4 separate regions of the Sus scrofa genome follow, and regions 1, 2 and 4 are each linked to region 3. Evidence: chromatin contacts called from public HiChIP or PLAC-seq and promoter capture Hi-C data. All regions are on one chromosome and are shown on one strand. The core of a region is the stretch at or near the end of the contact, and the rest is flanking DNA. Distances in the headings are between cores, read along the strand shown. Region 1 holds the start of RGS4 (regulator of G protein signaling 4). Region 2 holds the start of NUF2 (kinetochore protein Nuf2). Region 3 holds the start of UAP1 (UDP-N-acetylhexosamine pyrophosphorylase). Region 4 holds the start of ATF6 (cyclic AMP-dependent transcription factor ATF-6 alpha).

Evidence for each region. Promoter capture Hi-C pulls out the DNA fragments that hold promoters and counts their contacts. HiChIP or PLAC-seq counts read pairs in DNA pulled down with a chosen protein or histone mark.
Region 1: a promoter capture Hi-C map of liver shows a contact between it and region 3, with 2.7 times the contacts expected there. The contact joins the promoter of RGS4 here to the promoter of UAP1 in region 3. A contact is called at or near these places in 1 of 5 promoter capture datasets (liver) and 1 of 2 datasets of contacts at active chromatin or transcription factors (alveolar macrophages).
Region 2: an H3K27ac HiChIP or PLAC-seq map of alveolar macrophages shows a contact between it and region 3. The contact joins the promoter of NUF2 here to the promoter of UAP1 in region 3. A contact is called at or near these places in 1 of 5 promoter capture datasets (fetal skeletal muscle) and 2 of 2 datasets of contacts at active chromatin or transcription factors (alveolar macrophages and skeletal muscle).
Region 4: a promoter capture Hi-C map of liver shows a contact between it and region 3, with 5 times the contacts expected there. The contact joins the promoter of ATF6 here to the promoter of UAP1 in region 3. A contact is called at or near these places in 1 of 5 promoter capture datasets (liver) and 1 of 2 datasets of contacts at active chromatin or transcription factors (alveolar macrophages).

What each region holds. Positions count from the first base shown.
Region 1 is chr4:87,386,703-87,392,635 of Sscrofa11.1, forward strand. It overlaps RGS4 (regulator of G protein signaling 4), which reads right to left and starts at 3,762. Exons shown (of 5, transcript NM_001185184.1): 1 at 3,600-3,762; 2 at 611-715; 3 at 238-299. The coding sequence starts at 3,643.
Region 2 is chr4:87,192,186-87,197,888 of Sscrofa11.1, forward strand. It overlaps NUF2 (kinetochore protein Nuf2), which reads right to left and starts at 2,008. Exons shown (of 14, transcript XM_005655379.3): 1 at 1,871-2,008. LOC100518120 (a long non-coding RNA gene) reads left to right here and starts at 2,121. Exons shown (of 2, transcript XR_001303421.2): 1 at 2,121-2,327.
Region 3 is chr4:87,992,635-87,998,494 of Sscrofa11.1, forward strand. It overlaps UAP1 (UDP-N-acetylhexosamine pyrophosphorylase), which reads right to left and starts at 1,398. Exons shown (of 10, transcript XM_001928643.6): 1 at 1,147-1,398.
Region 4 is chr4:88,804,648-88,810,318 of Sscrofa11.1, forward strand. ATF6 (cyclic AMP-dependent transcription factor ATF-6 alpha) reads right to left here and starts at 1,509. Exons shown (of 17, transcript XM_021089515.1): 1 at 1,463-1,509. It overlaps LOC110260306 (a long non-coding RNA gene), which reads left to right and starts at 1,543. Exons shown (of 2, transcript XR_002343375.1): 1 at 1,543-1,656; 2 at 4,520-5,671.

The DNA.
Region 1 (5,933 bases), core at 2,512-5,011, 600 kb before region 3:
TGGTGTTCCACATGAATTATGTATGAGCTTTCTGTTGTATATCACAAAGCTCCAGGATATGCAAAATTTTAAACAGACTGGTTCTCCTGAGTCTAGAAGTCTGAAGTCCAAGCTTTTCTGCAATTCCTATTAGCTCAAGCGTAGGGTGAAGTAAATTGTCTACCTGGTGTGTTTAATCCTCACCCCACTGAGCGGGGAGGGTGAGGGCTGGGGTGGGGGGGAAGCTGTCATACTTACATTCATGACTAATCAGGTTTTCCAGGGATTCAGCCCATTTTTTGACTTCCTCTTGGCTCACCCTAGAAACATTGCAGAGAAAAAAGAATAATGTGAAGGCTGAGATACAAAGTGGGGGCAAAAAATGTAAGATCCTGAATAAAATGTAGAGATTTTATCTTCCATCACTACAATGAGACCTATTGTTGATTAGGGCAGTCTTTCCACTAGATGTACGGAAATTTCAAATGCAAGTATGATTTCCTTGGAAAGAGAGGCCATAGGGATCCAATTCTAACTTAACTAGGGACAGAACTTCCCTTTCTCCTCATAGAACATCTCTGACATCAGAGAGTTAATACTCAGTGGATCTTCCCAAGGCCTTTTTTCTTACCTCTGACAAATCACCACTTTGTCCTTCTTGCTGTGAGAAGAACTATGTTCACAGGAATCAGACTTCTGCAGCAGAAAACCTAGCCGATGTTTCATATCTTTTGCACTGCAGAGAAGAGGGGGAAAAGAGAATAATAATAATTAGATCTCTTTGAAAGATACTCTAATGGTAGAGTTTAAAGAGTTCATTACTAATAAAGGGGCAAGAAACAGTTTATTTAGGAAATAAGAGTTGAAGTTGGCATAACTCTCAGGAAAACAAGATACTGCTTCTTTTACTTATAACTTCCTACAAAACCTGGACCATGGCTTCCTTTATCAGTACCTGGAATTCTGACCCTTTGGTCTACCTGAGGACTCTCTTCTGTAAACCTGTCATTTTGAGCGATGGAACACTTAGAGAGCTTTAGCAGAAACACATTAAAAACTCAACTGAGCTCTGAGTACTTTAATTGGAGGGCAAGCCATAAACTGTGAAATATGGCACCTTATTGCTCGCCACCTGCTGGAGGGTGGTTGCTATTTCTATCTGCCTCACTGCTAACAGAGATGTAGAAGCACCTCAGGAAGTAAAGGTCTGTTCAATTCCAGCCTGAATGTGGTAAGCAATTCAGGTTATGGGATATACAAGGAGATGTGCAGCTTCAGCAGAGAGGAGTGGGAAAGGAGGGAACCTTTTCCATTGAACACAAATGCTCAGGCTGAAATCTGAGCTCCTGCAGGTTTGCTTCTAAAGACTCTCCTGCTGCTGCTCTCCTTTTGAATATCTGCACTAGAAGGATATTTACAGCATAAAGAATATGTGAGGATTAAAAACAATAAGGCTCAAAAAAAAAGCAAGGGTCATCATTGAAGCTCGTGACTGTTTAATTAAAGCAGCACTTCAGTTTATAGCCACTATTTAATAGGTAGCTAGGGTATGGCAGGCCATGTGACCTACTCAAAAAGAAGGAGCTTTTAATAAGCTTTTAGCTCAACTTTTTCATTCTTTATTATTTATTCCTTTTATCTCTTGTAAAAGCCAAGACATAGTTACAAAAGAGAAATGTCATTTTGAAAGAAATAAATGAGCAGGCGTTCCTACTTAAAGGAAGGAAAATGAAGCCACAAGGATAAAAAGACATTTAAGAATGGCTACTGATACGTTAGAGGCTTATCTACCCTCATTTCTCCAGAAAGTTTGAAATCCATAATGTTCTTGGACTGCCCCTAAAATAGTACAATAGCATCTTATCTCCCTCACAGGACTCTTTTTCCCTCTTCTGCTTTTCTGTCTGGTCAAGGGATACAAAATCTTCTTTCATGATAACAAGATCTAATCATGAAGACTAAGGAGATTCTAAGACTATGGCATAAGTATATTGTGACTAGGTTAAGACAGAAATCATTTCATGTTTTCATGTGCCAGGTCCAACTGAAATCCGACAGATACTGAGCAATGCAGAGTCATTTCATGAAGACTTGAACGTATGCTTAGCAAGTATACTACACTTGTCCTTATAACACAATACAACCCTAGAAATAAAAACCAACATGACTCCAGTGACCTCTGAAGTAAGAAACCTAGATTTTACCACTCTCTGCCACCCACCACCTATGTGACCTTGAGCTGCTCACATTCTCTCTGGAGCCTCAGGCACCAGTGTCAGAATGAAGGTGTTGGACAAGATGATTCACAGTTCACCAGCAAGGAAAGGGAAGAGCAGTTTACCTGCCGACACTGAGTGTACCTTGCCAGGTTAGCCTCTGAGCTCCTTGAGGGTAAAGCTCTAGAGCAATTACTCATCTGTCTCCTGAAATATTTACCAGAACAAAACTTTCTCCTGACACTCCTGTATTTTATATGATTAATTTTATATATGAGGCAACTGAAGCTTGGAGTAATTTGTTCCATTCAGTTCAGGAAATTAATGGTGAAGGTCAGAACCTCTGTTTTCATAGGTACTCTCTGCCAGACACTCCTGCTTCATTGTAAAGCAGCCGTGGCAGAATGAAAAAGAAAAAAGAGAGTATTTTTCCTATTCCTGCATAACAGGAAGTAAATTGCTTAGGACTGCACAAAAGACTGTGCTTTCCAAAATAATTCTAAATTGAAATTTAAGGTGATTTCTATTTGCAGAGGAACAAGACAGGGGATGGTACATCTACAAATTGACTTTTTAACTTTTAACTGTAAGATTAAGTAACGTAATATGCACTAGCTTTGTATTTTTTTAACTAGAAAACATATGAGCATTCTCTGAAAGCATTTGTGTATACCTTTTTATAAAAAAATGACATAAATAGTTGCATATCTTTTTCTTTTTTTAAATGAAGAGATGAAACATTGACAAAACAATGTCTTAAAGATGAGATTTTTTTACAGAGCCCTTCACTGATTTGTTGTGATCAATACTTCTCAACCACCACTCACATATGACATTTCAAGAACTAGAGGCAGAGGCAGAAAGAGAATAGACATATACTTTTGAAACTTATTTTATTGTAGCATTTGCTTTTAAGAACATGAGGCAAAAGATACTGCAGCATCACACAGACAGCATAGTGCTTTTCTGGTGATGTAGTCAAACTTCATTCTGGGGTGTCCTTCTCAAAATGAAATCTAGTATACCATCAGAAAGCCCAGAACCATGATTCTAAGTAGCTCAGTGACATTCAAATAACAGTAATCACAGGTAGAGGTATTGCAGACTGCTGTATAAAGCCCAAAAACCTTATATCACTTCTCAATTTGAACAAGCTTGGCCAGAGGAACTGAACAGTCCTCCAAACCAAGGTCATACACAGCAACACATGAGTTCCAAATTTGGGGGAGAACACTTTCCAAGTCACAATTTCTAGCTAGTCTTGGAGGAAAGCTAGGAGGCTCAGGCTTTCCTGACCACACTGTTTCTAACTCTAAACAACCAGGTTAGTAAATAGGATACGCACATAACTAAAAAAGTCTATCTGAAAGTTTAACACGGTTTAGTGCGTGAAAATCATCTTACCTCCTCAAGCAAGAAGCCGGCAGACCTGCGAGTCCTTTGCACATCTTGTGAAGTGTGGGATTCACGTTAGGAAAGAAATGCAGCAGGAGGAGCTGTGGCTTCTGTTTTGAGCGCACTTTGCCTTTTCTCCCGGAAAGCTACTGTCAGAATCCTCTGAGCTTCTCCCTCCCAAGCCTGTAGGGGTCTCTTTTATAGCCCAGCCACGATGGTCCAGCCAATCAGAGGGCAGTTCTGCAATGCCATCTCCTCTCAGCCTACTTCTGCCTCTCCAGCCTCTGGAAGAGATAAGGAAGAAAGCACTGACGCAATAATGCAAAGTGAGCAGGCAGAAAAATCCTTCTGCAAAGTAGACATGCAGAAAATAAAAACTTGCTTGATGTCTCCATGAATGTCTGAGGTTTTGAATTCCCTGAAAAGGAAAATAGAAATTTATGATGCTACAAAAAATGGGGTTTATTCATTTGCCTGTAAAAACAATGTCAAAGAAACTTGCCTCCTGGAAGGCAAGGGGCCAGCCAGAGGTCATGGGCTTACTTTGAGACTGACTCTCAATGCACTTCCTATTTTGCGTTGGAAATATTATACCATACATGATCCAAAATGTGATCTTCACTGTTTCCAAAAGGGAGGGGGTAGGATCTTTGTTTCCAGGAAAGGGTTTACAGAATTTGCTTTCATGGTTGTCACATTCACACAGGGAATAGCTAGATGATAGACAGTTATATGCCTGGCAACATAGACAACTAGTTTAGAGAAAATAGATTAGCTACATATGTAATCAGCCTGACTGTGGAATACTCTTCTAAAACTCTTACTAAGAAAAAGATTCAGTCAAGCACTGACAATCTCTTTTGTACATGCATGCCTCCTGCAAAAGCTTCCAAACAGCAGCTTGAAGACAAGAGGAGGGAGTTAATAAACAAATATAGACACCTATTCTTATTTTCAAGTGGGTTTAAATCTTATTATATCTTATGCAATTCTAGGTATTCAAACTAGTATTTCAAAATATTGAGAAAGAGTGAGACAGAGAGAGAAGAAAAAATATGTATTTTGTTTTTCATGTTACCAGGGCTCACAGTGAAAATAAAAATTTCCAACCCCACAGGTGCTTCTGAACACCTAGTATCTTTTGTACACAATATGATGGATTGAATATTTCAAAGAATCATGCAGGTGTTTCACAACCTGTAGTTGTAGCTCAAATACTCACATCAGAGTTATAGAGGGATCTTCTCCATGTAGAAAGGCTATGAGTGGGGGGAGGAGAAAATTAATTGCTATGTCAGAACTCAACAGCTTTCTTTTTTGTTTCTGTTTTTGTTTTGCTTTTTAGGGGTGCACTCAGGCACATGGAGGTTCCCAGGCTTGGGATCTAATCGGAGCTATAGCTGCTGGCCCACGCCACAGCCACAACAATACCAGATCTGAGTTGTGTCTACAACCACACCACAGCTCACAGTAACACCAAATCCTTAACCCACTGAGCAAGGCCAGGGAGTGAACCCAGAACCTCATGGTTCCTGGTCAGATACATTTCTGCTGTGCCACAATGGGAACTCCTACTAAACAGCTTTCATTTTTAAAGCAGAAAGGACCTGATTATAAGATACAGTGAGTTGTACTTTACATATAAGAAGCTGAGTCATCTAATGGTTAGGTGAGGAAGATGAAAAATAAATGGGTTCCAGAAAGATGCAAAGGCATCCAAGAATATAGAAGGGAAAGCGGTAAAGAGCAATGCCCCCATCACATACATAACATCCCTCACTACCCTCACCTGTGCCCCAATCCCTATCTGTGCCTGCAGAGCAAGAAGATGGCAGAGAAATATAAAAAGATGTTGGGAAACATGATCTCCAGAAAATGCATTTAAATGACAGGAAAAAAAAATCTTTGATTTTCTCCTGTGAAGATAGGGGGAAACATGTATTAGATTTGCTACTGGACAACTTTTCTTTGAAGTACAACATAGAACAAATGAATTTATTTGTGAAGTCAACAGCCATATTTGGTGGTGATGTGGAAGGGACTATAGTGCAAAATAACAGGCCAAGGAAGGTAGAGCCAGGGAGATGGACCAGTCAGATGGCATTAAAAAGGAGAGACTAATGAAAAAAGAGAGGAGATTATCCAAAGATGGACCTACGCCTTCTCTGCTTACCTGGGCACCCAAGATAATGATCATTCAAATAATTTGATTTGGGGAACATTAAGTGAAGACCTAATAGGAACTTGATATCTTCGATCTAGACCTAAAAGAAGCCTAATTTATCATGACTTAAATATAAATAGCCTCAATAGATGAGTTGAGTGGGATTTAAGACAATATAG
Region 2 (5,703 bases), core at 758-3,257, 800 kb before region 3:
TACTAGATAGAATTTTCTTTCTGTTTATTGTAAGTGTTACCTACTGGTCTTATTTCTAGTCACAGCAAAAATGTAAAATATACTAATCTGTTTACATGATTCCACTTTCAAAAATGTGAAGGAAGCTATCATCTCTGCTTAGCCTTCTCTTGTCTAAGGTAAGCATAATTTAAGAATAACCACTCCTTTTATGACTTTGTTTCAGAAATTTTACCATTCTACTCATTTTCCTCCAGAACTAGTCTGTTAATGTCTTCTTAAAATGTAATGCTCAGATTGAACACAATACTCTGAATATAGTCTGTTCAGGGAAAAATATCAGTACAGCTGGCAACAGTCACTGTTGATCAAGTGCTATTGACAAACATATATGATGGAGTGAAAACTCCCAGAACTTCTTCAGCATAGCTCACTGATGTCAAGCCAAGACTTCTCCATATTCTTCTTACATAACTGATTACTTGAATCCTAAGCAAGGACTTGCATTTCCTATTATTGAATTCATAATTCCAAGTTTTCCTTCTATAGCCACAATCTTTTTGAACCCAGATTCTGACACCTCATATATTATATGTCCTTTTCAGCATAAATATGCGTATCTACATTTTCATCTAGGTGAGAGATTTAAAAATCAATGATAAAAAGCCTTGCCCAAAGAAAGGCGGCAGAAAGTTAATTTTCCAAAACATACTATATCTGGATCAGAGATGATCACATTAAAGAGGTGTAAAATATCTTCAAAATTATTATTGCACATCCCTCTCTTCTAAAATCTTCACACCCTCTCAGATTAATCCATATAGAATACCACTGCATCATGTAACATCTTTACAAAAATAATTACTCGCCCTATTCGCCACATCAAATTCACATGTTTCTGCTTGGTTTCTAAAACCTTCCACAATTTAATAACCTAATGAATTTTCTGTTCCAAGTTAGTCTCCTCCAGGACGTTTCCCAAACTTCCAATGTTTCCTCTTGGAACCACCTTTCATATCCAATTTCTAGCTTCTTTTGACAGGTTGAATCAAGGGAAGTTCCAATCCATTCTTGGGGGAGGGAGGAAAAAAAAAAAAAAAAACACAGGAGAAGAGAGGGGGAAAATGGAGGAGAGAGGCACTTTGGTTAGATAAAGATATATAAATGACCTAATAAATGTAAAGTGATCCTCAGGCCGCCTGCCAAGTAACAGGCATTTTACATTCGTTACCCCTCAGTTTCTCATTTATTTGCAACACCGAAGTCCTGTGCACAGTAGGTTTTGAATGAATACCAGTTAAATTTCAAACACATTGTTTTGCTAAAATAAATTAGATCGTGGAAATCAAAATCCCAGGAAGCAGAGAATAAACAAAAACAATGACTCCTAACCTCAATAAGGTAAAGTTTCCTGAACTCATTCAGGAAGAATAATCATGCTATACATGCATGGCATATGTACACTGCTCTCTTCCTCTAACTTTCGGATGAAGTATATTTTTGCCTTTTGATTCCTGATTTTGACTTTGGTTAAGCGACGTTTGAGCAACGGAGGTTTGCAGAAAGTTGACCAACATCTGCAACCCCATCACCTTTTAAAGAAATGGGTTTAAAACATATAAATGCAAGCTTCAACTGACCAGCTTCAGTTCAAGTTTCTTCTCCGTAGTTTATGCTGTATCAGACAACACCCATCCGTTTGGTAGGAAATGAGCTAGTTTGGGGGACTAAAATCCAAAAAAATGACCTGTCTTCTCTAGCCTCCCCCGCCCGCGCCGCGCCCAACGAAAACACTGCCAGGCCCCGCGTTCTGACTCCGGCCGGTGGCTCCAGAGCGAGAGGGCGCACTTAGTCTCCCTTTCTCCTCCCGCGCGTGTCTGTTAGCGCTCACCTGCCGCACCAGCCGCCCACAGGAAGACGGCGAGTCCGTGGAGCAGTTACAAGCGAAGCCAAAAATCTGCAAACATCAACCGTTGTTACTTTTCAAACATGCCGCCTCTTCCTGTAAGTCCCTCCCCGTTCCGCCCCGCCCACTTCCTGCTCTCTAGCCGCGCCGGGTGCCGGTTGGGCTCAATAGACTCAAGGCGGCTGGGGCTGGAACTGCGAGAGGACGCCGGGTTCCACCCGGAACTATTTTTCGCGGAGTTGGTGCCTAGTCGGACCTCGAGTTCGTAAGCAGTGGGAGCGCAGTGGTTTGGAGGAGTCCGAGGTTGCTATGGAGTCCCCGAAACTTTTGAAAACTGTCGGGGTTCCAGGCGAAGAGCAAGAGCGAATGGAGGATTTCTGGAGACGTGTGCTAAGCTTAAGGTGACAAGGGAAAGAGGACGTGGGGCTTTCAATGGAGCAGGGTAAGTCATAGAGTCTCAGAGTAATAATGATATCGATATTTTTTGATCATTAATTATGAGGCTCCAGGTTTTGTGTTGGATGCTTATAGGTATTATCTAATTTAGGCTTCATTAGAAAGGGAAAAGGAGGAGTTCCCGTTGCGGCTCAGCTGGTTAAAAACCCGCTAGTATACATGAGGATGCGGGTTCGAGCCCTGGCCTCACGCAGTGTCTTAAAGTATCTGGCATTTACTCGCGCTGTAGTGTGTAGGTCGCAGATGCGGCTAGGATCTGGCGGATCTGGCGTTGCTGTGGTTGGCCTGCAGCAGTTCCGATTAGACCCCTGAGAATTTACATATGCCGCAGGTGCGGCCCTAAAAAAAATGAGAGGGGAAAAAAAAAAAAGGGAAAGGGGTGCTCCCTGGTGGTTCAGCTGGTTAAGGATCTGGCGTTGTCACTGTTGCGGCACAGGTTTGATCCCTGGCCGGGGATCTTACGCATGTGCGGGTGAGGAAAAAAAAAAATTAATAAGGAAAAGTGGTTAGTAGATACTGTCATCAAATGAGTGATTAAATCAAGGAGATTATGCACTTGGCCCAAAGCTGTACGCAGTAGTTCATAAGTAGCATAATCAGGATTTGAACACAGATCATTTGATTGTGTTTGTAGGTACAACTTCAAGAGATGAGAGCAACCTAGCAGTGCACTTGGTTAGGTTAGTTCACTTTCACAGGCTTAGAAGTGATTCGTTTCCACTTGTACGGTAAGTGACACTGTCTAGGGTAGAACCCAAATCTCCTGGTGCTTCTCCCTCCCTTCATTCATCCCTCCACAGGAGCCAGGGACTCCTGGTGTTTCCCAACACTGAACTATTAGCCAAACTTGGATGTCTCTGAGTTGGATTCTTCAGATAATAATGCTCGAATGAGAGGGAGTTCATACATGATCACAAATAAGGGTCTTGCAGCAACTACTGGCCTAGTTGTCAGAGGGAAAAGCCATTTGGTTTTCTTATGGCTTGGGACAGTAGAGGCCATAATAAGACTTGTGTCTGACCACAGGCTATGGTAATATCTAGAGACAGTGATGTATTGGATGGGAAGTCTGAATTGCCTCAAGTGAAAAATAATGCTGGAAAGATTGCATTGGAAGTAGATGCAAATTCTGGTACTTTGATTTGGAGGGTGAAGGCTATACCTGTTAATATGGAAATGCATACCAATTTGAAAAAAAATACATTGCATATTCAGTAGTTTAGGGGTTTTTCCTTTCTATAAAAGTGAGCTAGGAAATAGATTTTTTTTAAATAGTGAGAGTCAGTGAAGAAAGGAGAGAAAAAAGCCTTTCTCATTGGCACTTACCAAATCAAACTGATTATTTGTGCATGCACATACTCCACAGGCCACATCTTTTCAGAGGCAGGGAAAAGGGCAATAGATAGCATAGTGGCTGAGAGCTCAGCTCTTAAGTCAGAAAGAACTAGGTTTAAATATCTCATCACACTGCTTACTATCTGTATGGACTCAGGTAAGTTGTTTAACCTAACTAAAATGGTTTCTGCATCCTTAAAATAGTGATAATATCTGGCTTATAGAGTGTCATGAAGATTAAATGGATTCATTCATGTAAAATGTCCAGCAGAATTGTAAACACTTGATAAATATTCCCTGTTGTTTTGACTATTATGATTTATACATTGTCCTAGTAATATATCTTTCAAATGATAATTACCCAACAAATGTCTGAACCATTGTTAGGAGTCCAGACAAGAAAAGAGGGACCTGTATATAAACCAAGAATGGAATAGACCATGTGGAGAGAGAAAAGTGAGGTAAAAGAAGAGCAGGATGATGGTATCTACAATAAAATAATTGCTTATTTGGGGGATAATTTTACTATAGATATGGCAAGTTGATAGTTATATTAGAATTAAAATTAGGAAAAAAACTAATGGTATTTACACAGACTGTCTCAGTTACAAGAGTAGATCTGATTTTTCAAAATTCAGTTGTCTGTTACTGGTCATTGTGAAGTGGAGGGCAGAACATCAAAAATCCAGAAATCTCAGCCTAGACTTTCTAGAGTTTTGTCATCATCCATAAAGACATTAACTACAGCAGAAAATTAGATTCCACTGTTTATGGCTGTAGCATCTTTTCCCATTTGTATCTGTATGCCCTTATATGCTCTATATCTGTGCTTATATTTCATTTTCTCTGTCAACCCTCCTTCCATCCTTTCCCAGCCTAACCTGCATGGTTTATCAACATCCAAACTCCCTATGTCCGTTGCCTCTGACCCAGATGCCTGTCAAAACCTTAACCCTCAATCTGTCCCATAAATCCCCAGCTGGATGCCCCAGAGAAAACAACACAAATTGACATTGTATTATTACTCTTGCTCAACAGCTTCAGCTCACCGCAGTTCTTGACAATCCTTTATCATTTGTCAGTTCCCTGTCTTAAAACCTTCAGTGATTTCTCATAACTACCTCCTTCCTCAGCTTCAACTTCTCTTTTTAAGCACTTGATACACATTCACATGGGTCTGCTTATTTATGCTAATTCCTTTTCTAATTTTTATTCCATGTTCCTTTTCTAGATTGCACTTTAGATCCTGGATGACAGACCTGTAAGGACTGAGCAGACCTTTCACTGACAAGATGAGATTCTCAGTGAGAGCATGGCATCCTGAAACTAGGATTTTGTCTTTAATTCAGGTGGTGTTCCTATGAGAGCTAATGCTGTTAGTTAAACTTTTTAAAAAAAATCTCTTTTTTTAAGTGACAGGATTTCCAAATTGTTGTTTCTGCTTAGTTTTAGTGGGTTTGTAAGGATGAAAGTTTTATTCCCTTGGTCTAGTGTGGCAGTAATAGATGAAATATGAGAACTGGGTCCTACACTGTCCTTGCTTGCCATCAAGTGCCCTCTCGTTTAAATATAGAGATTTCCTAGGGGCCGCGGATATCTCCAACAACCTTCTTCCCAGTTAATTGAGAAAATGCAAGCCATCATGCAACATAGACCTTACCTTCCTGGCTACCCATTTCCCTTACCACCACATTTATCTGTCTCATCTCAGAAGATAAAAAGTGCCTCCTTCACCTGTGCTATTGATCAGCACCTCTTTCTAGACTTCTCCGCTGCATTTAACACCATTAATCAGACTCTTACTGACCTAACTTCCTTTGTTTCCTCCTGTTTCTTCTGCCTAACTCATGCTTCTTAGGGGACTCTTTCTCTGCCTGCTTTTAAAATAGTATAGGTTTCAACCTTGGGTTTTTTGGTTGGTTTTTTTGTTGTGTGAATCTTTCCCTTCAGAGCACCATCCACTCGTTGTTTTAATCTGCTTGCTCAAAGATCCTAAAACTACTGCTATCCCTGACTTCTTCCTTGAG
Region 3 (5,860 bases), core at 148-2,647:
AATCAATGGCATATTTGTTAATAGTCCCCCATTATCAAATATACTGTTATTAGAATTTAAATTCCAGTATAAAAGAAATTCAGTATTTCCCCCCTCCTTTTCTGGTCTCCTACCCTCATCTCTGTTGAAATATTATGTTCCTCCCCCCACAACTGATATGTAAACCTCTTAGAGCTTTTGAAAAGTAGTCTTGGGGAGGAGCATTTACAATGAAGTCTTTTTCAGCCCCAGCTAAATAAGCCAACTCAGTAATAGTGAAAGAATATAAACTACCTCCAGTTTCCTGCGAACACAGCCCACACCTAGTGCATTTCACCTGAAAGGACTTAAAGGAAAGGCACTACATAATCATATATAACTATTATCATAATCATTATTACTTGATTTCAGATTTCATACTCCATGTACAAATAAATATAGCATAGCGTCAGGCCAAACTTAATAAAATCCTCAGGAAGCCATATGTTCAGAACATGTTGCTCTCAACCCTTCAAGCCCATTCTTCTGCTTGGTCACGGCAAGGGAAAACCAGATATTTCAACCCTCTCCCCTTACCAAATCAAAACAAAAGTGGCAAACAGGTTTTGTCCCACTCTCACGTCCCCCACAGGTTATCACCAATCCTTACTGCAAACGCTTTCGGATTATTTTCCTCATGTATTCAAGACACCCCAACTCGCTTCCACCGGACAGTTCCAACGACCGGTCCCCACTGTGGCACCCCACCCCCAAGCTGGGCATAACTGTCCACAAGGCCCTAGCATGAGAGCCTCAAGGCCCCTATCCCAGTCCAGGTGAGGCCCCACTCCCAACCGCTTGGCAAACCCCTAATCCAGACACTGCCCCAAACCCCCTCCCCAAAGCCCCCAGGCCATCCGGGCGCCCGCATCCCAGCACTCCCAGCGGATTGCCAAGGTTGAGAAACGCAGATGGGCATGCGGGGAGTGGTGTGGGTGGGCAGGCGGGCTCCTTGGCGTGTGCCAGGCTGTTGGCTCAGAGCACGTAGGCGCGCCGCGTGTCCACGTCTGTGCGCGTGGCCGTGGAAGCGTGTGCGTGGCTGCACCAAGCCCCCACCCGACCCGGTCCAGCCGTCTCCTCCAGGGTGGCGGGGAGAAAGAGATAGCCACTGGGCTGGGAGCCCCTCACCTCCCTCGGCGCGACCGACCGCTGCTCCGCCCGGCTCTGGCTCCTTCGGCGCGGCCACTCATCGGCCTCCCGCGCCCGCTCCGAATATATACCCTCATCCGGGGGGCCGGGGCGGCGGGGCGGGCCGGGAGCAGGGGCCAGGGGGAGCGCCGGCCCCGGCCACCCCGCCCCTCTGTCGCCGCGACGAGTGGCTGCCCGCACGGGGAGGAGCCGAAGTCACCCGCCCCGACACGTCAGCGCCCAGAACGCAAGCACTAGGCCCGCGCCGAGAGGGGCGCCGGGGCGGGGCGAGGAGAGGCGGGACCTCTCGCGTCACTCATTCTCCGGTCCAATAGGGATAGCTCAGGGGTCCAGTCTGCAGGCCGCCCCGTTCCCGCCCTCCCCTCCCTACCCCGCGAGCTCCCTCCTGGTCCCGGAGGGGTGTCTTTTGCGTCGGCTGGGAGGGGCGACGCCGGAGCCCCACTTAGGTATCGTGAGCGGGTCCTAAGAGCCCTGACGTCACGGTGTGGTACCGCGAGGTGACGTCCCTCGGCCTCTTGGCACCGCGGCTCAGGACGTCCCACCTTTCCAGAAACGGACCGCGAAGTGGGGTGGAGAGCTGTGTCATCGGGTGGCGGATTTCCGATCGCCCACACCGAAAGTTGCGAAAGAGGGGCGGCGGACATCCCAGCGCAGAACCCGGAGGGTGGACCGGGCCTGCCCTCTGACCTTGGGCTAGCTATTGACTTGGCCAGATAGGCGGGGCCCCATCGTCTTTCTGTTTTATGGTGTTTCAGGTCTTAAGCACGTGAGGCACAAAATAAACAACAGAGGAAATGCAAGCAAATGTATTAGGTAACCTGATGAAATGAAAACCGAGTCTGTGAGACTGAAGCCAGGTGTAAGCTTTGCAGGACTGTGAACTTAACCTCCTTGGGCATCAGCATTTGATACGAAAATGGTGGTTGGACTGCTTGACCTCCAAGGCCATTGCAGTGCCACTGTTTATAATTGCCTGTATACATATTACCTTGTGTGGAAGTGCGCATGCAGATTATGTGCTCGGCCCTGTACCTTTAAAAGCTGTGTTTATGTTAAAAGTTACATAGCACTTGGCACAGTTTTTGCAATATGTCCAATATGTTGAAATACCAAAAACATCTAGATTTAACAAAATACCTAAAAAGAATTTCAGGCATTTTAGGTGCCTGTCTTCTTTCTTCTTTAGCGCAAGGGCCTTTTAATTTTTTTCAGCAATTTCAAAATCATGCACTGCACTAAGTTAACAGAAAAATTTACACTGGCTAAGTAATGATTGTAGATACACATTCGGAAGGTTGAATACTCTATCTTACATGATCTCAGAATGTCATCTATTTGTTTGAAAAATTTATAGTATAGTGGTTATAAGCATGGGATCTTAAGACAGAACTGCAGCTTCTTTATTGCTTGGTATCTTTGGTAAGTTAACTCTTAGGCATCAGTTTTCTTATCTGTAAAACACAGATAGTAATAAAAATGGTCCCTTTGGGTTGTTATGAGGATTAAACCAATGAATATAAGAAAAGAATGTAGAACAGAGTAAATACTAAATAAATTTTAATTATTTTATGTGAGTTCTTATGCTGTGTCAGGCACTGTTCTAGGTTCTGGATACTTTGATATACTTATCATCATCTGGAAAACCTTTTGTTGTTTGGATCCTTGGTAACATAAAGAACATTTCTCTCAAATCATGTATGATAACTGGGAACAAAATTCCTCCCATTAATGTTGCCAACATCCCATTTAAAGAGACCTAGAAGTGTGCCCACCATAATGTAACTGAATGTATCTTTGTGACCTTTAAGAAAAGAGTTTAAGACAATTGCTTTCTAGAAATATACTGATTCTTACTCTTCCACACTTCTACTCCCTGAGAAAGAAATATATGAAGATTTTAGCATTCCCTTTGTGGCATGGCAGGAATGAATCAGACTAGGAACCGTGAGGTTGCGAGTTCGATCCCTGGCCTCGCTCAGTGGGTTAAAGATCTGGCTTGCCATGTTCTGTGGTGTAGGTCGAAGATGTGGCTCAGATTCTGTGTTGCTGTAGCTGTGGTGTAGGCTGGCAGGTGTAGCTCCAACTCAACGCCTAGCCTGGGAACCTCCATATGCTGTGGGCATGGCTCTAAAAAGCAAAAAAAAAGGAAATAGATGAATATTTAGAAAAATTCAAGCTAGGAGATGAGATTCAAAATCACATTCAACCCTGATGTCTTTCTTCATAAAATAAGGATAATACCTGCCTCACATGGGCATAGCAAAAACTAAAAGATAAAGGAGTTCCAACTGTGGGCATAGTGGGTTAATGATCTGGCTTGTCTCTGTGACATTGCCAGTTCAATTCCCAGCCTCGTAGCAGGTTAAGGATTCAGTGTTACTGCAGCTGTAGCATAGGTCACAGATGCATCTCGGATTTGATCCTTGGTCTGGGAAATTCCATATGCTGAAAGTGTGGCCGAAAAAAGGAGAAAAAAATTAAAAGATAAAGACTCTGTAATACTTTCTAGAGTATTATATGCATTCTATAAATCTTAGATGAATGAATGAATAAAAAACAAAATCACCATTAAAGAGTTCATTAAAGAAAAAAGTTAGAACCGGGCCCAACACAAGTATTTTCAATGAATTATTATAAAATCAAAATTTTACTTTTACCCTTTGTGCTAAAAAATTTTTTCTAGTTACTAGGTATAAGAAAGGCCTTAATCAGGAGTTCCCGTCGTGGCGCAGTGGTTAATGAATCCTACTAGGAACCATGAGGTTGAGGGTTCGGTCCCTGGCCTGGGTTAACGATCCGGCGTTGCCTTGAGCTATGGTGTAGGTTGCAGACGCGGCTCGGATCCCGCGTTGATGTGGCTCTGGCGTAGGCTGGTGGCTACAGCTGGGCTGGTGGCTACAGCTCCGATTCAACCCCAAGCCTGGGAACCTCCATATGCCACGGGAGCAGCCCAAGAAATAGCTAAAAAAAAAAAAAAGACGGAAAAAAAAAAGAAAGGCCTTAATCCCATCTTATCAGATGACTATCCAGAAACTTCTTTTACTAAAGAGTTATTTCTGTTCTTTAAAATATTTTTATATTCATAGTCTTTTAAAAGTGAATGGCAGAGAAGGCAAAGATGCTCATTATCCACAACTATTTAACATTACCCTAAAGATATCTGCTAATGCATTTACACAAGAGAAATTGTTAGAAGCTTAAGAATTAGAAAAGAATAAATAGAACTGCTTTGAAATTCAAATGGCATGAGGGTACCTAGAAAACTCTAGAAAATCAATAAGACTAATCGAGGAAATAATTGACTTATTATATAAATGGGACAACTGAGTAGCCACTTGGAAAAAGATGAAACTAGACATATACTTCACACCATTCATAAGAATAAACTCCAAATACATCAGAGATCAAAGAGTAAAGTATGAAATCATACAGGTACTGGAAGAAAACATGGAATACTACAGAGCTGCCAAAAAAAGAAAGACTGATAGGAACTGAAAAGGAGTGACTTTCAAGACACATGGAAAAAAAAATCAAAGTGCAGACAAGTAACATAAATGAAAGAAGGGGAAATAAGAAGCATGTACACATATCTGCTTATTTTTGTAAACAAAACAAAACAGGAAGGACAAACCAAAACCTAATAGATTGCTTACCTTCAGTGAGTAGGTAGGAATCAACCCGAAGGGATGTTTCACTTTTCTAAATATAACTTTCTGTATAGTTTTGACTTTTGGAACCATGTTAATGCTTTACATATTCAAAATATGAAATAAAAATAACAGAGATTGAATCCTGAAACAGAAAGTAAACAGAAACAAGTCAACCTAACTGTATCTTAAATAGCAAAATTGCCTAAAAAGTTTCCTTGAGGGAACTAACCCAAGTCACTTTTGAAGACAGTATTTTTCACAACTTTGATTGATTTTTAAATCAATTATTTTAATAAACTACAGATATTTAAAGTGGACAATTTGTTGACATACGAATATACTTGTAATCACAGTATTTTAAATTTTTACCCTCAAACTAAAGACAAAATGAACTGTAACCAAATATTAAACCCTAGTTAGTAATTTGGCTTTTCTCAGTGATCTGGTTAGCAATTCTGAAGCCATTTTGTGTGTGTGTATTGTGGAGAATGTGACTATATTGAAGATAATGAAAGAGAGAGTATTTACTTCTGGAGAAGAAAATTACAAATATGGAAATGGAGCAAGACTAGAATTACCTCTTTAGTGGCAGATTGGAAGTGAAGTTAGTATGAACTCATGATTATTAATCCAAATACAAAAATTGGCATAGATACATGTGTATATGTGATAGAAATGTATATGGGGGGGATGCTAGCAATTAGTGAATTTGGGTAATGGGTATATGAACTTATTTATACTGCTTAACAATTTCCTGTCATGTTGAAATTATATAAAAAATTTAAGGGAGTTCCCTTCATGGTTCAGCAGGTTACAAACCCAACTAGTATCCATGAGGATGTGTGTTTGATTCCCTGGCCTTGCTCAGTGGGTTAAGGATCTGGCACTGCTGCGAGCTGTGGTGTAGGTCAGGGATGCTTCTTGGATCTGGTGTTGCGTAGGCTGGCAGCTGCAGCTCCAATTTGACCGCTAGCCTGGGAACTTCCATTTGCCATAGATGCAGCCCTAAAAAGCAAAAAATAAAAAATAAAAATTAAAGTACA
Region 4 (5,671 bases), core at 259-2,758, 810 kb after region 3:
GTAATCAGGGACCTAAGGTCATGTGGTGGTGTATTTTGCTCCCCTGCCAACATAGACATCAGCCTGAATCAACAGCAGAAGCTTCGAGATGAAGATTCACATTCTCTCCCTCAAACCAAAAACATACACGTATAAACACTCCACGGCAAGCACTACCCACACATCCCACACACAGAAAATAGCTTGTAGCGTTTTGAGTGATCACAGCCATCCTGCCCTAAGGTTCCTAATGACGTCGTTTTCGCCCCATAATATCATCACCTGGTACTTTCCCAGAGGAAACAGTGGAAAACGATAGCAATTCCAATCGGGCAACATTTTACGCTCGCTGTCGCCAGGGCAGAAACCGACAGATTCTGCTAGACTCTACCAGGACCACAGACGGAAGCGACGAATGGCCCTCGCTCCCCCGGCGGGGTTTGTCCACACCTGTCACCACAAGTGCGCGGAAGCAGGGAGGAAGAAACCCGGAGCCACCTTGATACAGTCTCAAATCCCACTCACCCCAATCTTCATCCGACCGGTGAGGGAGTCCCGGACTAAAAGGTGACTCCATGGTGCCGGCAACGCCAGCCTGCTCCCCCGAAACACACGTTCCCCTGCGCTGGAACTCGGTGACTAATATCTGGGACGGCGGCAGCAGGCGGACAAAATACTCCGAAACGCTGTCGAGACGGTGGCCGAATGAAGACAAACTACTTCGGCACAGGGGACGTCAGAGACCAAGCTAATTTTAACCAAATCTCTGGGCAAATATTTCTCTTTTGAATTTGTCGGCATTTTCTGTCCCGCCGTTTGAAGGAAAAAAAATATATAGAAAAAAAAGTAAACTATTTCGGTTAAATAAAATATACTGATCATATTAAAAGATGGAAAAACCCACTCTGAACGCCTTGGCTTATCCCCTGAATAGCCTTAAGACCACAGCGTGGCTATATCAGAACAAAACTAGAGACTAAGCAAGTAAATTTGGTTTAATTTTTTAACGAATAACTCGGTATCAATTTAAAAATTATCTTTATACACAAGTTTGGGGAAGAAAAACACACAACTTTTTCCACATTCGTTAGAGCTGCCTCTCTACGGGCACAGTATCGGAGACAAGCAAAAATACTATGAATTAGGATTTTTAAAAAGCTTACTTTTAAAAAACAAATTCAAGCAAAGCAAATATGAAAGATAAACTCCCTAGGATCAAACTTATCTCCTTAAATATGCATCTCTAAAGCATCGTACTTGGTAGTGACAGTCCAAGCCAGACTACCCTAACATCTACAATAATGTAAGTTCCCAATCTTTTTATTACTAAAACTTAAGAACCGGTTTTGTTTAGAAAAATCCCACATACATCAGAAACTTCTACTGAAAATTTGAACTGAGTCTGATGAGACAGTTTCAAGAACGCTATTTAATGGAATGTATTTTAAAGAATTTCAGCTGTTGACTATTTAATATACTCTACCTTAAGAACACGTATCCCTCTAAGACCAAGTGGAATCTTTCCCTCGGTTACTAAACAAAACAAATGTTTCCCAGAATCCTCCAAACTACTTGTGGCTGGTTGATTACTACTGATTACACCATCCGCAGCATACGAAATATCCCTGGGACCCAACTCCGGAAAAAAGGAATTATCGAAATGCCCTGACATTAAAGGTGTTTCCTTCTATCACAAACTAACTAACCGGTTTTCATTTCGGGTGCAATTTATAAGTTTTTATTCTCACTCAACTGCAAATTCAAATATTGGCATAAAAACTAAAATAAAACTAGCAAGAGTCTTCTATTTTATATGCACCAGACACCTTAGTCTTTTTTTTTTTAAGTAAATTATCATAACTGAACTTAAGCAAATTTTCTTTTTTTGTTTGTTTGTTTGTTTGTTTTTTAAGTGCCGCATCGCCGCATATGGAAGTTCCCAGGCTAGGGGTCGAATCCGAGCTGCAGCTGCTGGCCTACACCACAGCCACAGCAACGCAGATCCCAGAGGGATCTGCGACCTACACGGCAGCTCACCGAATTGTAGGATCCTTAACCCACTGAGCAGAGCCAGGGATCAAACCTCTTCCTCCTCCTGGATGCTAGTCAGATTCGTTTCTGCTGAGCCATGGCAGAGCTCCCCCCCCTTTTTTTTTAAATTTTTGCAACTATTATATTTTATTCAAGAAGTGCAGGTAATTACAAAACATTTGTGTACTTATTACCAAGAATTAACAAATATTAACATTTTCCACTTTCAGACTTTTCATAAGAAATCAAACATTGCAGGGAGTTCTCATTGTGGCTCAGCTAGGATTAGTATCCGGGTTCGATCCCTGGCCTTACTCAGTGGATTAAGGATCCGGTGTTGCTGTGAGCTGTGGTGTATGTAGGTCGTGGGCTGGCAGCTGTAGGATTTGACCCCTAGCCTGGGAACTTCCATATGCCACCGTAGGGCCCTAAAAAGCAAAAAAAGAGAGGAAGGGAGGGAGGGAGGAAGGAAGGAAGAAAATTAAACATTGCAGATTAAGTTGAGCTCTGCTTTTTCCTCTGCTTCATTTCCCTTCCTCCACATAGACAAATTCCATTATGAATTTTGTGGTAATCATTCAAATCTATTTCTATTTTTATCATGTTTAAATATGTGTGTATACATATACATAGTTAGTGTTGTTTGGGGGTATTTTAATTTACATAAACATACCATACTAGTGTTCTCCAAGTCTCTTTTCTCATTCAGCATTATTTTCAAGTTTTAACTGTTTTTTAACTGTTACATGGTATTTCCTTGAATATATATTTTTTCATTTCCCTACTAAATGGACATTTGGAATATTTCAACTTCTGTTACATAAAACATATGCTTGTATGGGACTCCTTGTGCAAATATGCAAGAATGTCTTTTAGATATATGCTGGGTCATGAAGGAGGAGTACTAATGTTTGCCAAATTATATTAATTCACACTCACCAACACTAGATGTGATCAGACTTTTACATTTTTTTTTTTTTGGTTGTGAAGGGTGTGACTATAATTTACATTTCTCTGACAATTAAAGAGGTGGTGTATCTGTTCATATTTATTAAACCCTATTTCCTCCTCTGTGAATTGCCCATTATTATCTTTTACAAAATTTCCTATTTTCTTTCTCTCGATGATGTGTTCACCTTTAGATGGCCTATTCTATTCATTTAATCTATATGTATATTGTAAATACCTTCTCCTAAGTTGACACTTGTCTTTGTTTATTGGTTTTTTTACTCCTCTATGCTTTAATTTCAATGTAGTCAAATTTATCAAACTTTTGTTAATGATCTCTGCTATTTGCATAATGGGTAAGAAATCCTTCCCTCTCCTGAGGTCTATTTTTGTTCTTTTCATAGTTTTATAGTTTCGATTTACACATCCCTTTTTTTTTTAATTCAGTTATTTTTGAGGCATAATAACATTATTGACTTTCATACAGAAATCTTGTATTTAAAAACCTTGATGACTCTTAAGATTTTTCGTGTTGATTCCCTTGGATTTTTCTGTGTAGAAAAACTTACTGAATGCAAACAGTAACATTTAAAAATCTATGTTGGAGTTCCCATTGTCGCTCAGCAGGTTAAGAACCCAACATAGCCTCCTTGAGGATGCAGGTTCCACCCCTGGACTTGCTCAGTGGGTTAAGAATCTGGCGTTGCCACAGGCCTTGGCGTAGGCTGCAAATGCAGCTTGGGTCTGGTGTTGCTGTGGCCGTGGCTGGGGCAAAGCCTTCAGCTGCAGTTCCAATTTGACACCTCGCCTGGGAACTTATGCCACAGGTGCAGCCTTAAAAAGAAAACAAAAAAAAAATCGATTTTGCTTATTTAACATCACTTTTAAAATAAACCTTTACTATGGAAAATTTCAAAGAGACAAGAATCTCTCATTTGTCCTGTAGAATTTCTCACTTTGTGGTTGTGCTGATTGTAAAATCTAGAGGGGTGGTTGGCTTTTTGTTTTTACTTCTTCATTTGTTTTTGCAAAAAAAAAAAAAAAAAAAAAAAAATTGGAGACTTTTTTAAAATACAAGGACATTTATTTTCAGTTTTCATTAAGAAATGCGCTGTTTGTAGATTTTATTTTTTATATGCATATTGTTTAAGGACGCTTCCTTCCGTTCTAGTTACCATGCTTTTTTTAAAAATATTTTATTTATTTATTTATTTTGGCTGCTCCAGGCCAGGGATCATATCTGAGCCCAAGTCCCAGCTGCGGCACTCCCAAGATGCCACGGATCCCGTCATGCACTTTTTGTTTTTGTTTTTTCCTTTTTATGGCCACACCTGCCACACAGGTTCCTAGGCAAGGCATTGAATCGGAGCTGCAGCTAAGACCTAGTCACAATCACATGCTTTTTTTTTCAAGTCATTAATGTTGAGTAGTATTGAATACTTCTTAATTTAGTCCTTATTTGCTTTCAACTTAAACCACTGTCAGAGAAATGAAATTTGAGTTTTATGTCCAGATCCATACCTAGGACTATACTGACTTCTAGTAATGTCACTTTCCACAGGTTAAGAAGCCATGATGCCAGTTATGCGCCCAGCCAAAATACCTGTCTCCTTCTAGACATGCTTCTGACTCTTACATAGCCCAATAGCTCCAAATGTGCATCCAAGGCTTGCTCAGACCTCTGACTTCCTAAGGAAGAACTGTGCCAATGGTATATGCCAGGAGTGTAGACAGAGCTTAGAAAAGTGAGGTGGGGAATCCACAAATACACATGCACCACCATCCCGATGAACAAATTCAGCTGTGGGGAAAGGGGGCAGTGGGTGGGTCAGGGGCCAACTTTCACTGAATTTCATATTTTGTCATGTAACTCCATGAAGTCAGAGAACTCTAAATTTGAACCTTGTCTTTCATATCATTATGAAAACATACTTGTCAAGAGAATAAAACATTTTATTTAAGTCTGGTAGCTTTATTAATAACTTTTAAATATTAAGACAAATAGTAATGTGGGCCTCGATTTGTACTCCTGTCTGAACCCTGTAAGTGCTGGTGGGATGCCTGGACTTAATAGTTAAAAATTGCATTTCATCAGTACTATCAGATTTTACGATCTGATTGACATTTTCAGTATGACATCTTTAAGACAGTATCAGCCTGGCGTTCCCATCATGGCTCAGTGGTTAACGAATCCAACTAGGAACCATGAGGTTGCAGGTTCGATCCTTGGCCTTGCTCAGTGGGTTAATGATCTGGCATTGCCCTGAGCTGTGATAGCTCAAAGAGGTGGCTCAGATCCCACATTGCCGTGGCTCTGGAGTAGGCTGGTGGCTACAGCTCCAATTGGACCCCTAGCCTTGGAACCATATGCCCCAGGAGTGGCCCTAGAAAAGGCAAAAAGACAAAAAGACAGTATCAGCCTGAAATGAACCCAAATCCCAAACATTATTAGAGAGATGAAAAGCTCAGATTTTGGAATAAGCCAAATATTGCTTTTAATCCATGTTCATTTGCTAGCATTGTAACTTTGAGGAAGTGATTTAACCTTTCTGAGCCTCAATTTCACCTGTAAAATGAAAATAAAGGATCTCAGGACTGTTTTGAGGATTAAATTAAATAATACACATTAAGTGTTTAGGATAGTGACTGATATCCTAAGTTCTCAAGAAATTGCAGCTACTTTATGGGAAAATGTTAAATGCTACTAGTTAGG